Linked DNA regions of Zea mays: region 1 is linked to region 2. The links are chromatin contacts, called in public Hi-C maps. All regions are on one chromosome and are shown on one strand. The core of a region is the stretch at or near the end of the contact, and the rest is flanking DNA. Distances in the headings are between cores, read along the strand shown.

The links. Hi-C and Micro-C count contacts between places; a contact is called where the count stands out from the background.
Region 1: a contact with region 2 is called in a Hi-C map of leaf, with 5 times the contacts expected there. The contact joins the promoter of LOC100279826 here to the promoter of LOC100192524 in region 2. A contact is called at or near these places in 3 of 25 Hi-C or Micro-C datasets (ear, leaf and tassel).

The regions. Positions count from the first base shown.
Region 1 is chr4:247,457,310-247,465,065 of Zm-B73-REFERENCE-NAM-5.0, reverse strand. It overlaps LOC100279826 (Bax inhibitor 1), which reads right to left and starts at 2,978. Exons shown (of 6, transcript NM_001152780.1): 1 at 2,737-2,978; 2 at 2,305-2,448; 3 at 2,008-2,099; 4 at 1,452-1,638; 5 at 1,193-1,348; 6 at 797-1,099. The coding sequence starts at 2,880. The coding sequence ends at 1,043.
Region 2 is chr4:247,072,887-247,080,168 of Zm-B73-REFERENCE-NAM-5.0, reverse strand. LOC100192524 reads right to left here and starts at 2,451. Exons shown (of 8, transcript NM_001137744.1): 1 at 2,309-2,451; 2 at 1,815-1,872; 3 at 1-59. The coding sequence starts at 2,377. It overlaps LOC100273306, which reads right to left. Exons shown (of 8, transcript NM_001147747.2): 5 at 7,081-7,244; 6 at 6,913-7,000; 7 at 6,646-6,699; 8 at 5,232-5,727. The coding sequence ends at 5,641.

The sequences.
Region 1 (7,756 bases), core at 1,729-4,228, 380 kb before region 2:
GTCCCGTATCCGAGAGAAATACATTAGGGTAGGATACGGGATGACCCTGTATCCGGCTGTATCCGTCCCGTTTTCATCCCTAGCCGGGGACGGCGGAGCGGCGTCGGACGGTGGCGAGAGGAGGTGAGCCGGCGGCGTCGGGGCGGCGCGGGGCACGCCGGCGACACGACGGGGCGCGGGCAACAGGGGCGGCGCGGCGGGGCTCGAGGCACGGAGCGGCGGGGCATGGTGCCGGCGCGGCAGGGCGGAACCGGGGCGGTGGCAGCTTGCTTGAGGAAGAATGGAGAAGAAAGCTGTCCAGTGCGGTATAAAGGGGGTCGTCGCCAAGATCTATAGCGTCGACCCCCTGACACGTGCGCAGCCGCCGCCAGGGGTCGACGCTAAGATCTATGGCGCCGACCCCCCTGACACCCGCCGCCGCCACCAGGGGTCGGCGCCATAGATCTTGGCGCCGACCCCCTGACACGTCCCCGCCACCTCACCATCCACATCAGCCAGACAAGCGCCATTTGTGTTGGCGCCGTCACACATTACCTCGGCATCAGTTATAATGGCGCCGAGCTCGGGGTTTATTTTTTGAAATTAAACTGCAAAGTGTATAGTTGTGCAAAAAAACCCGAAAAGAGCTAAATTGCAAAAAAAAAATTGTTGGGTGAGGATGGATGATGAAGATTGTAGCGGCGCGCTGAAACGCTCACAGTGGAGATTCGATCTACGTAGTTGTCCTGCAGCTAAAGAAACTGAAACGAAGCCGTGTTGCTAGTAGTAGGATGGAACAGTGCCTCCCATTTGGTCAGAATGCCAGACGCTAAACTGGTGGAGATTTGTCACATTCATTCACAGGACAGGACAAAACTATCAACAGGCTCACTGATGACAGAGCAAGAGAAAACAAAGGAACGACACTTGCACAGTTCAGTTCCACCCCAAAGTAACTCCTCGCTCCTATATATGTATGTATACACCTAGTTATGTGGGAGCTTCATTTCAGACGCACCAGTGGCCTTCCCTTCCCTTGAGTGCTGTGTTCGCACACAGATTTTCACCACCTCCTCCTCTTCCTCCTCTTGTCCTCCGACTTGTCAGCCGCGTTCTTGAGCTGCATGGCACACCAGCAGTTCAGTCGGTCAATCAGACACCGTACACCAATTCATGTCACCAAAAGAAATGCTCAGTAGTAGATAGCTCTCACCATGATGACAAGGATGCGGACAAGGACAGCCACGAAGTCGGTGAAGAGGGTGAGGGCGTGCTTGATGTAGTCCATGTCGCCGTGGTGCGCCCTCTCGATGACCTCCTGCGTGTCGTACACCATGTAGCCCAGGAAGATGAGCAGCCCAAAGTAGACCTGCAGCGTCAAAGTACTCAAGTTAATTAAGCCGCGCCGCGCGCATATATTCGTTCCACAGATCTGCATGCCATCAGTGAATATGTTCCATATGATCTCCCACCTCAAACATGAAGCTGCTAGTGGATTGGCCGAAGATGGAGGCGGCGAACTGCAGCCAGAGCAGGATGGAGAGGCCAGAAGATAGCAGTCCGCCCAGGTAGAGGTACTCCCTGCGCTTGGCCACCACGGCCGCGCAAGAGAAGCACGCGAACGCAATGGCAGTCCCCACGAACGCTGTCACCAGGATGCTGCCAACACAAGCAGAGAAACAGGGAGAAAATAAAAACTACTGCCGTCAGTACACGGGAAAATGTAAAATTAGCTGGAGATGAGCAGTAACAACAGCAGTTCAATCACGAATTTCTGCCTCTATAGCACTCATTCTGAACTATCCCAGTTACTACCGGAAGAAAAACTGCGGCCAGGAGGAACAGTAGTGGACAGCGACGCACACATCTGACATCCCATAGGAACAGTATGTCGCGCGCGGTCAATAACGGCACACATTTCTTTACTAGTACAGCTTATGCGTGATCGAGCTCGCAGTGTTTGATTTGATTAAAACAGTTTCCGAAGAGACAGGTATACGGTGCTAGGTAGGTTCGTTTCGTCGTTACCTTGGGTCAAATTCCACGGCGAGCTTGATGAGGGGTCCAACCGACGCCCCTTCCAGGAGGGCAGCCGCCATCAGCAGCCCGTACCTCTTCCTCTGCACGCACGCACGACCGATCAGGGCAACACAGCGTGTGAGATAGAGAGAATTGACATTTTTCGTTTGTCAAATTCGTCGCTCGCATGCCTGCACGGCTCGCAGGGGATGCCGAGCAATGGTCGTCATCATCGGGTTGTGCATGTGCTAGCGAGCGAAGCTAGGTAGGTGAACTGATGACGAAGGAGAGACGAATCGGACGGACCTCCTCGTAGACGGGCACCGAGAAGAGCCAGGCGATGCTGCCGACGCAGCCGAGCATGGTCAGCATCCCGCCGATGTTCCAGACGACGTGCAGGTACGCGCCCACCGCCGACGAGGCCAGCGCCACGCATAGGGTGAGGTAAACCTGCAGGAAAAAAAAGCGAACCGATCGAAACCAACAGCCAAGGTCAGATCAGATTAGAATATAATTGAATCAAATTGTCGTCTCTCGAGCAGACTAAATCGTGACCGAAACGCAACGAATGGAATGGAATCGGCTTGCTAAAACGATTATATCGGCCACGTATTGTAATTATTCTAATCGAATCGTGTCCTTACGACGAATCATGCATCCATTCCAATCCAACCGGTGGCATTCGCAGTTCTCAACGGCAAGGAAGGAATATACGGGAGGAGGGGGGGCGTATATTACGAGCTTGAGGTGGGTCTGGACGGCGGGGCTGATCTGGCGGAAGTTCTTCATCGAGTCGTAGCCCCAGCCTTCGCCGCCGCCGCCGTAGCCGCCGTACGGCGCCGACGACGTGGAGGAGGCGGTGGTCGAGTAGAACGCGTCCATCCCTGCCAACGCAAAGCCTGTGTGTGTGTGCCTGCCCGCTGCGGATGGATGGATGGATTTGGATCTGGGAATCGAGTCGTGTCGTGGGTGGCTATGGCTTTGGGCTGGGAGAATGCCGCGGGGGCCGAGGCGGTTTATATACGTGGGGTGCGGTGGTGGGGGTGGGGGTGGCCGACTGGGTGGGTGGGATTCGCGAGGAAAGGAAAGGAAAGGAAGCGGCCGCGCACTGGGCTGGTACTTCTCGCGAAGGAACACCCCACCAACACACAGCATGCATACCGGTTCTGCTTGGCGTGCACTTGACTCAAGTGAAGCATCGCCTGGCTGCTTCCTCTCGATCGCCCTTCGTACGTCCTCGATGATGGTGGCGGGTGTTGCCTCTGAATCGGCGGCGGGGGCGGGGGAACTAAGGACATGTTTAGTTTGATGACTAAGTTGCCACATTTTATCTAATTTTTATGTTTAAGGTTAGTTTTTCAATTCAGACGACTAACCTAGAACAAAGTATGGCACAGTTAGCTACAAACCAAACAGACCCTAAGTGTCAACTACATACTCAACTGCGTTCTGATAGTGCATATGATAGGTTGTTTCCTTTCCTTCTTCATTTCGTTGTATGAGCGCCACAGCCGCCAACAGAAAAACCAAGGTGCATGCTGCTGCTTTGTGTCGATCGACCGACCAGGTCCAGGCAATGCTTTAGTGCCTCGACAGATTCTGAGATGGTGAACCCGACGTACGGTCGCTGCTGGCGGCGGCGGCGGCGGCCGGCTTCTTGCTGGCGTTCTGGTCCAGCTCGGGAGGAAGCTTCCCACCACGACTTGCCTGCCATGCCATGCATACCACAACAACGGCAGGCGCAAAGATTCGCTGTTAGACATGGCAGCGGGTCGGGTAAAGTGCGGGTAAGACATTTACTCGCCCGCCAACATATCCGCGCCTCTAGTGTTTATCCGTGCCCGCGAGAGCTTGCGGGTAAAATTTTCGACCCGTGCCCGTATCCGCAGGATATCGGGCAACCCGTTACCCGCCAGAAATTACCATACGAGTATGTGGTCATGTTCATTTCACCAAGAACATCAACAACTTGACAGACATAATATAATGACAAGGAACATAGTTCAAACTTCAAAGTCTACAAACATGACCGATCATCCACAAACATAAGTCTCAAACTCTTAAGATATTAATTATTACAACACAATGTTTTAGGATAAAATGAACACATAGGGCGATATTTTGAAGGGCTATTAAATTAAGCGGGTAACGGGTAATACCCGCGGGCAAAATTTTATATCCGTCAATTACCCGCGAGTGAGAAATCTTACCCGTATCCTTACCCATGGGCGAGATTTCTTACCCGTATCCATGTCCATCGGGTACGAAACCTGCGAATACTCGTGCCCGCGAGCAGAATTGCCATCCCTATTCGCTGTGGCTCGGGAGCTAGCTAGTCATCACCATTAAAGATAGTCATCGATCGAGTAGTAATTAACCACACGTACTTTTCCATTCCAATTAAGCTAGTAGGGGCGAAGCCAGCCAAGAAATGTCATCACCATTAAAGAATTGGATAATCTACATTGTAAACCAGTAGGCCCCGTTTGTTTCGTTGGAATTGAATTCCATTTTAATAATTATAATTTAGACAAAACTAATTAAGTTTATATATTTATTTATATAATATATTTGTATATTATCTTAAATAATATGAGAGAGATAGTTATATACTACATTCATGTTATAACGAAGCAAGTAGAAGAGTGTGCTATAAGTTGTACATCGGAAAAATAGTATGTAAATCTATAGAATCAATTTCCATCTCTCAACCCATGAATTTGAGATAGACTTATATGATAACTTTAGAAAGTGGTAGAATGTCACATTCTAAAAAAATAGCTTATTCTAATAGTAAGATTCCAATTCCATAAAATAAAAGGAAACAAACGGGACCTAAATTATATTGTACCTTCATTGGTTTTCCAGGATCTATCGGTGTATATCTTCGTACGTATGATTTCTACCTACACATAATTTTCATCCATATATACTTTTTTTCTAGCCCACAAGAGGTGGAAAAAGGTCCCGGTCATGATTTGGTCTAGTCTCTAGTCACGTAAAGTCAAACCATACAGATTATTCTATAGCAACACATACATACATGGTGGTGGTGTGATTTGCGATTTGACCCTCGTTCATATTAGGCTCCAGCCAGCCAGTGTCGTAAAGCGGGCCGTCGAGACCCTGCGTCGTTGGGCTTCAGTGGCCTGCCAAAACCAGCATACAAACGCGAGTGAGTGGGTGGACCCGATGGACGAATTCATCCACGGGCTGACTGCTGGCTAGGGGTGGGCATTTTAAAACCGAAAACCGAACCCAAACTTACCGAATCCGAATAGACCGAATTGTCGGTCTATTCGGGTTTTCGGGTTCGAATTCGGTTCCTATATGTGCTATATTTCGGGGTATGAGTTCGGATTCGGTTCCTAACCTTTAAAACCCGAATAGACTTAATAATCCGAAATATGAAAAATCTATTAATATGTGATGGTATTTGTCGGGGACCATAATTAAGGGTACCCTCAAGGCTCCTAATTCTCAGCTGGTAACCCCCATCAGCATAAAGCTACAAAGGCCTGATGGGTGCGATTAAGTCAGGGATCGATCCATTCGAGGGACACGATCACGCCTCGCCCGAGCCTAGCCTCGGACAAGGGCAGCCGACCCCGGAGGATCTCCGCCTCGCCCGAGGCCCCCCTCCAGCGGCTAACGTATTCCCGGCTCGCCCGAGGCTCTGTCTTCGCCAAGAAGCAACCCTGACCAAATCGCCGCACCGACCGACCAAATCACAGGAGCATTTAATGCAAAGGTGGCCTGACACCTTTATCCTGACGCGCGCCCTTCAGTCGACAGAGCCGAAGTGACTGCTGTCACTTCGCTGCTCCACTGACCAGCCTGACAGAAAGACAACGCCGCCTGCGCCGCTCCGACTACGGTGCCACTTGATAGAGTGAGGCTGACAGGCAGTCAGGCCCGGCCGCAGGCGCCATAGGAAGCTCCGCTCCGCCCGACCCAGGGCTCGGACTCGGGCTAAGCCCCGGCCCCCGGAAGACGGCGAACTCCGCTCCGCCCGACCCAGGGCTCGAACTCGGGCTAAGCCCCGGAAGACGGCGAACTCCGCTTCACCCGACCCAGGGCTCGGACTTGGGCTCAGCCCCAGAAGACGACGAACTCTGCTCCGCCCGACCCAGGGCTCGGACTCGGGCTAAGCCCCGAAAGACGACGAACTCCGCTCCGCCCGACCCAGGGCTCGGACTTGGGCTCAGCCCCAGAAGACGACGAACTCCGCTTCGCCCGACCCCAGGGCTCGGACTCTGCCCTGGCCTCAGCCGACGGTCTCCGCCTCGCCCGACCCAGGGGCTCGGACTCGACCTCGGCCACGGAAGACAGACTCGACCTCGGCTTCGGAGGAGCTTCCACATCGCCCAACCTAGGGCGCAGACCAGCCACGTCAACAGGAGGCGCCATCATCACCCTACCCCAAGCTGACTCGGGCCACGGGGAACAAGACCGGCGTCCCATCTGGCTCGCTCCACCAGATAGGCAATGATGGCGCCCCGCATACTCTGTGACGACGGCGGCTCTCGGCCCCCTTACGGAAGCAAGAGGACGTCAGCAAGGACTCGACAGCCCCGACAGCTGTCCCTCCGCCAGGCTCCAGCGCTCCTCCGACGACCACGACATCACACAAACCGGGCGCCAAAACCTCTCCGGCCGCCACGATGGCGTGTACTTAGGGCGCTAGCTCTCCCCCGCTAGACACGTAGCACTCTGCTACATCCCCCATTGTATACCTGGATCCTCTCCTTACGCCTATAAAAGGAAGGACCAGGGCCCTCTTAGAGGGGGTTGGCCGCGTGGGGACGAGGACGAGACAGGCGCTCGCTTGAAGTCGCTCGCTCCCTCTCCCGCGTGGACGCTTGTAACCCCCTACTGCAAGCGCACCCGACCTGGGCGCGGGACGAACACGAAGGCCGCAGGATTTCCACCTCTCTCACGCCTGTCTCCGGCCACCTCACTTCCCCCCTTCGCGCTCGGCCTCGTGTCGACCCATCTGGGCTGAGGCACGCGGCGACATTCACTCGTCGGCTTAGGGACCCCCCCAGTCTCGAAACGCCGACAGTTGGCGCGCCAGGTAGGGGCACGCTGCGTGTTGACGAACAGCTTCCCGTCAAGCTCCAGATGGGCAGTCTCCAGCAACCTCTCCAACCCGGGACGGTGCTCCATTTCGGGAGTCTTGAGTTCATGTCCCTCGACGGCAGCTACGACATGATACTCATTCCACCGCCGGGCGACAGCGACAATGGCGGCCGACAGCCCGCCCGCCGGCGGCGGAATCGACGACGTCTTCCCCGCGTGGTGGAAGAACAACCTTCGAGCTCACCCCGCCCACTCCCCCGCCGACGGAGGGGGAGGCGGGGCAACCAAGGCCAAGCAGGAGGCAGCGCCTCATCGGCTATCGAGCGAGTCGATAGCGCCAGCACCCCAACGGGGGGCGCACCGGGCATCGACCTCGCGCTTGAGACGAAGACGAGCGCTGTCTCCCCGCAACGCGCCGATTCCGGGCAAACGGACGACGCCAGCGCGCTCGCGAAAGGCTTGCTGGACGTCACCCTCGTACCTGAGACGACGGTGCAGTCAGTCCCCGACGTGACTTCATCACCGCCCGTCGACCAAGAGGTACCGATCGATTCCCAACCCACGTCTTTCGGATTCAGCCTCGACCCGCCTAGCGGCTTCGCTTTGGCGGGCGCTCTCGTAGAGGCAAGTCCAAACCCTCTGGGGTTTCGTATGCGGTCACCTTGGGACCGGCTGG
Region 2 (7,282 bases), core at 1,202-3,701:
AGTGGGCGCATCAATTATGTGCTGATTGACAGAACTCACAATACCCAGTAGTGCATATACTGTTCAGACAATGAAGTATGTGTTAATGTGAAGAAATCAAGTATATACCACTCAAAATATGTTGGCCCTTGATCACCCTGCACAGGTGAGCAATCAGCTCACTCTCACGACTCACAGCTAGGTAGAAGATGAGCTGAGGCGAGAACAGAGCATACACTCAGCACACATGTAGGCACTGAATGTGTATCAAACTGAACTACTTCCTCTATTACATTGTCTAGTATATATACAAGTCTAGTACCGACTATATAGTACGCTAGTACATGGCTTGGCTCAGCCCCCAACTACTAATACATGGCTGATGTATGCCACTACATAGTTGGTCAATTGCCATACTCCTACAGTACTCTAGATGGGCAGCAAGAGCCAACCAATAAACGAACTATCTGATGCAGCAAAAGATCAAAACGAGCAGCAGCTTGTCTTATAAATAGACTTCTCTCAATCAAAACTGTAAACAATGTCTTTGGTTCTTGAAAACATTACTATATCAGTATGCATATGTTACAAACAGAACAAAATATTGATTTATTGCATAGGGGATTGAATCACCTAGACAAAATTATAGTAAATTCAAGAGCTAATCTCTGCAATTTCTTCTCAGATTAGTATCAAAATAGTTGGGAAAACAAACAGTGTGCAATTACATATTTTTGGTAATAGCAATTAATTTGATTCCCTGATAAATAATACCTTGAAGCAAAACATATATGCTCAATACAGAAATATTAAACACTAAGGCTTATTCAGATTGGTCAGTGAAACATATTCCAATGGTCTCTTACGTCCAATAGCACAAAATGAGCATACAACACTAGTAATTCTTTTTAGGTAAGGATAAAAATGCGAACACAAATTCTGAAATAAGCTTAATCACTCTAGTGCTAAGCCCACCCTAGGCAGCTACACATGACTATATGAGTTCCATAGAAATAGATGGCCTGATAGGAACAAATATCATTTATTTCCTTTATGAGATAACTCACATAGCGACCATGGTAGCATACTGGACTTCTGGTACCTAGGTGCTTTAGAGCAATATCAAACAGGACAGGATGGTTTGCAGTTTGCACTTGGGTGGTAGTGTAACAAACAGATTATTTTGGCACAATAATATGGATCACATTTTGGCCTCAACCACTAAAGATCATGTATCACTCTGTGCATGCCGACAAGAGATTGCAGGGACCTAGGAAATCATTTATAGTAACGGTAACACCAATATAGGAAACATTACCCAATAGGAAATACAGTTGCCAATTTTTTGCTGTTATATGTTCCCTATATAATGTCACTTATTAATAATTATGGAAAAAAGGGGGCTTTGACACGTGAAATCACAAGCAACATGCACTCGTCAACTTCACACGCCTGTCATTCATATATCTTAACAGTCACTAGGAAATGCAGGATATCACAAGATACATGAGCTATGCCTCTTTATAACAATTTCAGCAAATTCTACTTCTAGCAGCTCACACCTCACAAGTATATTTGCAGCATGGAAGTTGCACATCCTATTTCGAAATCATACCAGCTCACACAGTTTGATAAGCTTAAATGCTTGCAATCACAAAGATAAGAAACTGGTAAAGCTCAAAATCCAAATCTATGAGACACCAAACATATGTGTGACCAGCAAACATATGTGTGACCAGCAAACATATGTGTGACCAGCAATATATTCAGATAGCAAAAACCACACAATGGAACTAAATGTTACTCCCAACTGAAGGAAGAATCCTTGAGATCACCTGCTTCCGGTGCGATCTCAGAGTTGGCGAAGCGCTCGGGGAGTATCCATGTGAGCCCCTGAAAAGATTTGAAGCAAGCATAAGCAAAGTGGCAACTCCTAGGCCTCATATATCATATCGATTAGCTAAACCAGCTGCGATACAGAATCTGCAACCTCAAGTCCTCAAGACAAGCACCAGAAACGTAGAGCAGAACCAAGAGAAATTTGCAAAGGAAACGCGAAACCAGTACTCATCCGTGGACCGTGGTAAGGAACAGGGCATGGTGTCGCAAGGACGAGCGGAATCACATGAATTCGCGCACGACCCAACCGAACCGAGTAGAGTAACCCACGACCAACCACGAGACCGTGCGATTCAAGTTCAACGAACCCGAGGCGAGGCACGCATCCCTACTAGCAAGCGCATCACCGGCCCCCACCACCAACCAACGGATAGCACGAAACGATTATGACGGAACGGAAGCAGAGCGGGAAGCGGGATCGGGGGAGTACGTTGGCGAGGGACTCGAGGGATCGGACGAGGTCCCTGTTCCTGCGCACCCAGAGCTTGTACGCCTCCATGGCGGCTGGCAGCGGCGTCGGCGACGACTACGCTGGTTCGGCCGCCACCGCCTCTTCCCCACGCAGAAGCTGCGGAAGAGGACGGAAGAGCGGCAGCTGGCGGAGGAGGTGAGGACGATGCCCCTGGGATCGGGGTCAGATGCGGACGGAATCGCCGCGAGGCGGCCGCGGAGGAGGTGGGGGCGGCGGTCGGGATGGGGAGGATTGGCGCTCTCTCTAGTAAAGACGGTGTGACCTGTGACGGCGTCAGATTGGTAAACTGGTTAGCCTGACTGGTGGGGCCGCATGCGAAGCGGATTGGAGTTGAAGGTCCGTTTCTCCATGTGAATTGAGTGGATTTAATTTCTAAACAAGTCAAAAAATATAGTTTTTTTCAATCTCATTCAATTCACATAGATATGAATAATCGAATATAGTTTATCAATTGCTAATTAATTTTATACTAATTTAACACTAGAAAAGAGTAATAACACTCATAATTTCATATATCACATCAATTAAAATCCTAAATTAACATAGTTTATCACCTATTTGTCCATCCAATACAAGTGTAGTCTTTGTTTTGATGATAAATACTAGCTCATTCGAACTAACGAGTTAGCTCGTTAACGAACTGAGTTAAAATGCTAGCTCAGCTCATGACAAAATTAAAATGATCCGAATCAAGCTAACCACGAGTTACGAATATTTTGTTTAGCTCTACCATTAATAGAGATCACGACTGTCTCCAGTAATATGCAGCTTCGGAGCGAATCAACCCGTATAACTAACGCATGTTTTTAATCACTTAAATAACTTAAATGTATATTATTTCATATCAAATATTAATGTTAAAAGAGTAAATACAATGTTGACCTCATATTCTCAGACTGTGACGTCATGTTCTAAGAGAAAAGTGTCAACCTCTTCGTTGTAATTGTATTCTAATCTAATCATCATGTAATTGTATTCTAATATAATCATCACAGCGTGAGACGGACGAACATACAAAAAAGTAGTGGTGGTTTTGACGTCTACTTGCTGTTTATTAATAGACCAAAGAAAAAATAGAGTCCCGTCAATTTAGAGGCTCTATGCACAGGCACAACTCACACTTGCCCCATCGATGGATAAAGATAAGATTATTCGCTTCAGATGAAAGCTAGTTGTTTAGACTGTTATATGTGCCATATATAGAGACAAAATACTGTAGAAGCGGTAAAAGTTAATATAAATTAAAACCAAACAAACATACTAAAAAATAATTACAAAAGTTGTATGATGTGTTTAAAGCCAAGCGAATATGCTGATAAAAATTGCAAAAAAAGTTGTATGCTGCGTAGCTCTCACTCTGTTTACTTGGGCCCTGTTTGTTTATGGTTTTTTTCAGAAAAACTGATCCGAAAAAAACTGAACCAAACATACCGTTTTTTGGCCATCCGCTCCACTTTCAACAAGAACATATTTTTTATTTAATATTTTTTTAAAAAATATGTACCTTTATGTCTCTAGATGTTTTAAATTTTAGTCATGATCTATTTAATTTTCTTAAGCGTGTTAGGGTCAGTGGTGTAACTATTTAGCTTTACGTAGCTACAGTTTCTCACATGTCATTACAAGTCGTGATTTAATAAATTTATATAATACATGTACGGACTAGTGACGGAACTATTTAGCTCTTTGTACCTATCGTACCTTACATACCATTTGAAGTCGTGATTTATTTAATTTTCCCGAGACATATTAGAGTTAGAATTAATGGCCAGACCATTTAGCTTTACGCACATATAGATTTTCACATGACATATATTGTTTCACGTAACATCCATGTATGTATATCGCTAGGTCAATCAAACATGTTGCTTCAAATGGTTCAAAGACTGAGCGATAGTACAAATGTACAATAGCTATTTTTTGTTTTTTTAGTCTGTACAATATCAGCATCAATTCAAGGTAAAATAATCTAATATATCATAAATAAAAACCATTGCAACATGGCATGATCGTTTCTACCACCGATATAGACAAAGAAATAGAGGAATAGGCCAAAACTCGGTTGGCGGTCTGTCTGGTTCGTTGTCTAACTTAACATAATTTATTCACCTTTTTATCTAAAATTAGTTCTTCAATTCGAATAGACTGACCTTAGAGCAACTCCAAAAACCTAGCTAAATCTATTAGTATAGGTAAAAATAGAAAATTGGTGATTAAAATATGATCCAACAAACTCTTCATCTTACTCACTAGTCTATCCTGTTTGGTATCACATCCACGCCGCTAGGCATATTTGCCACGTCCACCGCCTCGCCATCTCCCTCATGTGTGTGCTCCACCATCTCCCTCATGTGTGTGCTCCACTTCCTGCACACCCTCCTGCCATCGAGATGTGCTATGATTTGAATATCGATAGATAATTTAGAGAGTATGTGTTTAGATAGCTATCTTTTTTTTTTTACTATTCTCATAAAATTTTAAATTTAGCTAAGATTATATCTAGGTTCTTAGAGTCATAAAACTTTAAATTTAGCTAAAATTATATTTAGACTCTTGGAGATATTTTTATATAAAGTGTGACATAATTAGGGACGAACACCCCAACATTTGGAAGCAGTTTAGCGCCACTGATAACGGTGTCGTGTTTTATGGTGCCAAGCACCGAGCTGCCTGCCACATTACCACGTCTGCCGCCAGGAAAATCGCAGCCCACATATATTTTGTTGGCATATTTTCTTTTTTAAAAAACTAAATAGTAAAAAATTCGGCAATAGAACCAGGCATCCAAAATCTCTGCTGCAGCTGCTTCAGCTTGCATGGCCAACAAACCGTGCATGAGCACGAACTCACTCGGCGTCCACCCCAAGTCCTCATCAGAAAGGAAGAAAGACCATGACGTGCATCGGCGGCAAGCACACCATACCAGGACCAACTTATCAACCAGAGAAGCCGCCGTCTCTCCTCTCTCTCCAGCCATCATACAGGTTCAAGAGAGGCCAGTGCCGACACCTACATAGCTACTAGTCTACTACTAGGTCTCCCATGGCACAAGGATCTCTGGATCACATTTCTCATCTCATTTCTCTACGCAGCAAAAAAAAGTCGGAGAAAAAAGCTGCACTGCATGGTGGACATGAGGCACTCCAGCTTAGTCATACTATAGAGTAACACACATAACTCAACGGCCGCCCAGACGGGGGTACTCGCCGGCCCCAAGCATCGCGGCTGCTACCGTAATTTACAGAGGGAGCAGGGGAGGGGAAACGGTTCATCCATCCATCCATATCCTGCTAGGCGTGCTCGAGGTCCCTGAAGTAGTCGTGCTCGAGGGCGGCGCGGGCGGTGATCCTCTTGCTGGGATCTAGACGCAGCATCTTCTGCACAGAGGCGGTGGGGGGGCAAGGTCAAGTCAGCGACATCAAGGTACAGAGTACTAGACACCATAATACGATCACACATAATTCGGGGCAGTGAAACATGAAAGCCTAGCATAAGCAAATAATGCAACCCATCTATCCAGTCTGATCATGTTCTGTGGCAATGACACACAGCAAATCAGCACGTGGACGTGTAAAACGAAAATAGCTGACACTTCTGCTATAAATCTGGACAAACATTCGTCCAGACTCATAACTAAAATGTTTGTCCAGATTCATTGCTAAAGTGTCAGCTATTTTCGAACAGAGGGGATTACATAGAAAGGATGGAATTCAATTCAACCCTACTACTACTGGCAGTTGTACAAAAAGCAACGCGGTTTCAAATAACATGGTGTTAAAATAACAGCACTAGGACGCTGCTAGCCTGCTATGCAATGTCTGCAAGGTGCAGCCTCAGTAACGCAAGGGTTTTAAGTGCATGGAGACACGACCACAATAAATTAAAAGGGTAAAAACTTGTCACTAGGTTTTAATTTCCCACTTTTCCCAGTGGATGAATCCTTGGGTGACTCAAACGCAAACAGCTTTTTTCTAGCCTTCGTCTAAACCCACAAAGAAGGCCGTGCCTATGGGTCTCTAAATTTTACGCTATAAGATTCAAGGATCGGATTAGGAACGGGCCCTTATTTCTATTCATTTTTTAACTAAAATTTAGTTAGGGCCCTACCATTTTATGAAGAAGCATTTGGATCGCGATCCATTACCACCCCTAGCCGTGCCATCTACACTCACTAAGAAAACCCAATGTCATGGGCAAGAAGCAGAAGGCGATCTAGTAGACTATGGAAAAGCAGACATCATAAGTAAACACTAAACATAAGTAGAGAATACAAATAATTCATGAGTCGGACTTACAGATAGGAGATCGATTCCCGACGGTTCGAGTGTCGGGACCACCGTTGCAAGATCCTACAGCATGAACCTTGTTTTAGAGCCAAATACCGTAACCACTGTAATGTTGAATTACCCTCATACACAAGCAGAAAAGGAGATCCCAGACTTATCCATACAGATTAACAGGGCAGAACACGTCACAAGTTTTCATCCACACCGGCAACTCAAAACCCTATACCACTTGACCCACTGTTTGCAATAACGAAAAGGAACTTGTTTATTGCTTACCACAGGTGGCCACTTTGGGAAAGTTGACTTGTAATCAGGCAACGAAGCAACGCCTGGCCATGTTTCTTTAGTTGGAGTGCCCAAAATTCTGCATTGGTAGAAGAGAATCTCAAACATGCAACATGCAACAAACTAATTGAAGTTTGAACCAACACTTGTAAATAAGACCTGAAAATCTTAAACAGCTCATCGATCTCAGAGTCGCCAGGAAAAAGCGCCTTCTGGTTCACCATTTCAGCGAAAATGCAACCAACTGACCACACATCAACAGGGGTGGAATAATGCCTTGCACCGAGAAGGATTTCAGGCGCTCTATACCAAAGCGTCACCACCTAATAACAAGTTCAGTTCCAATTAAATGATCAAAATC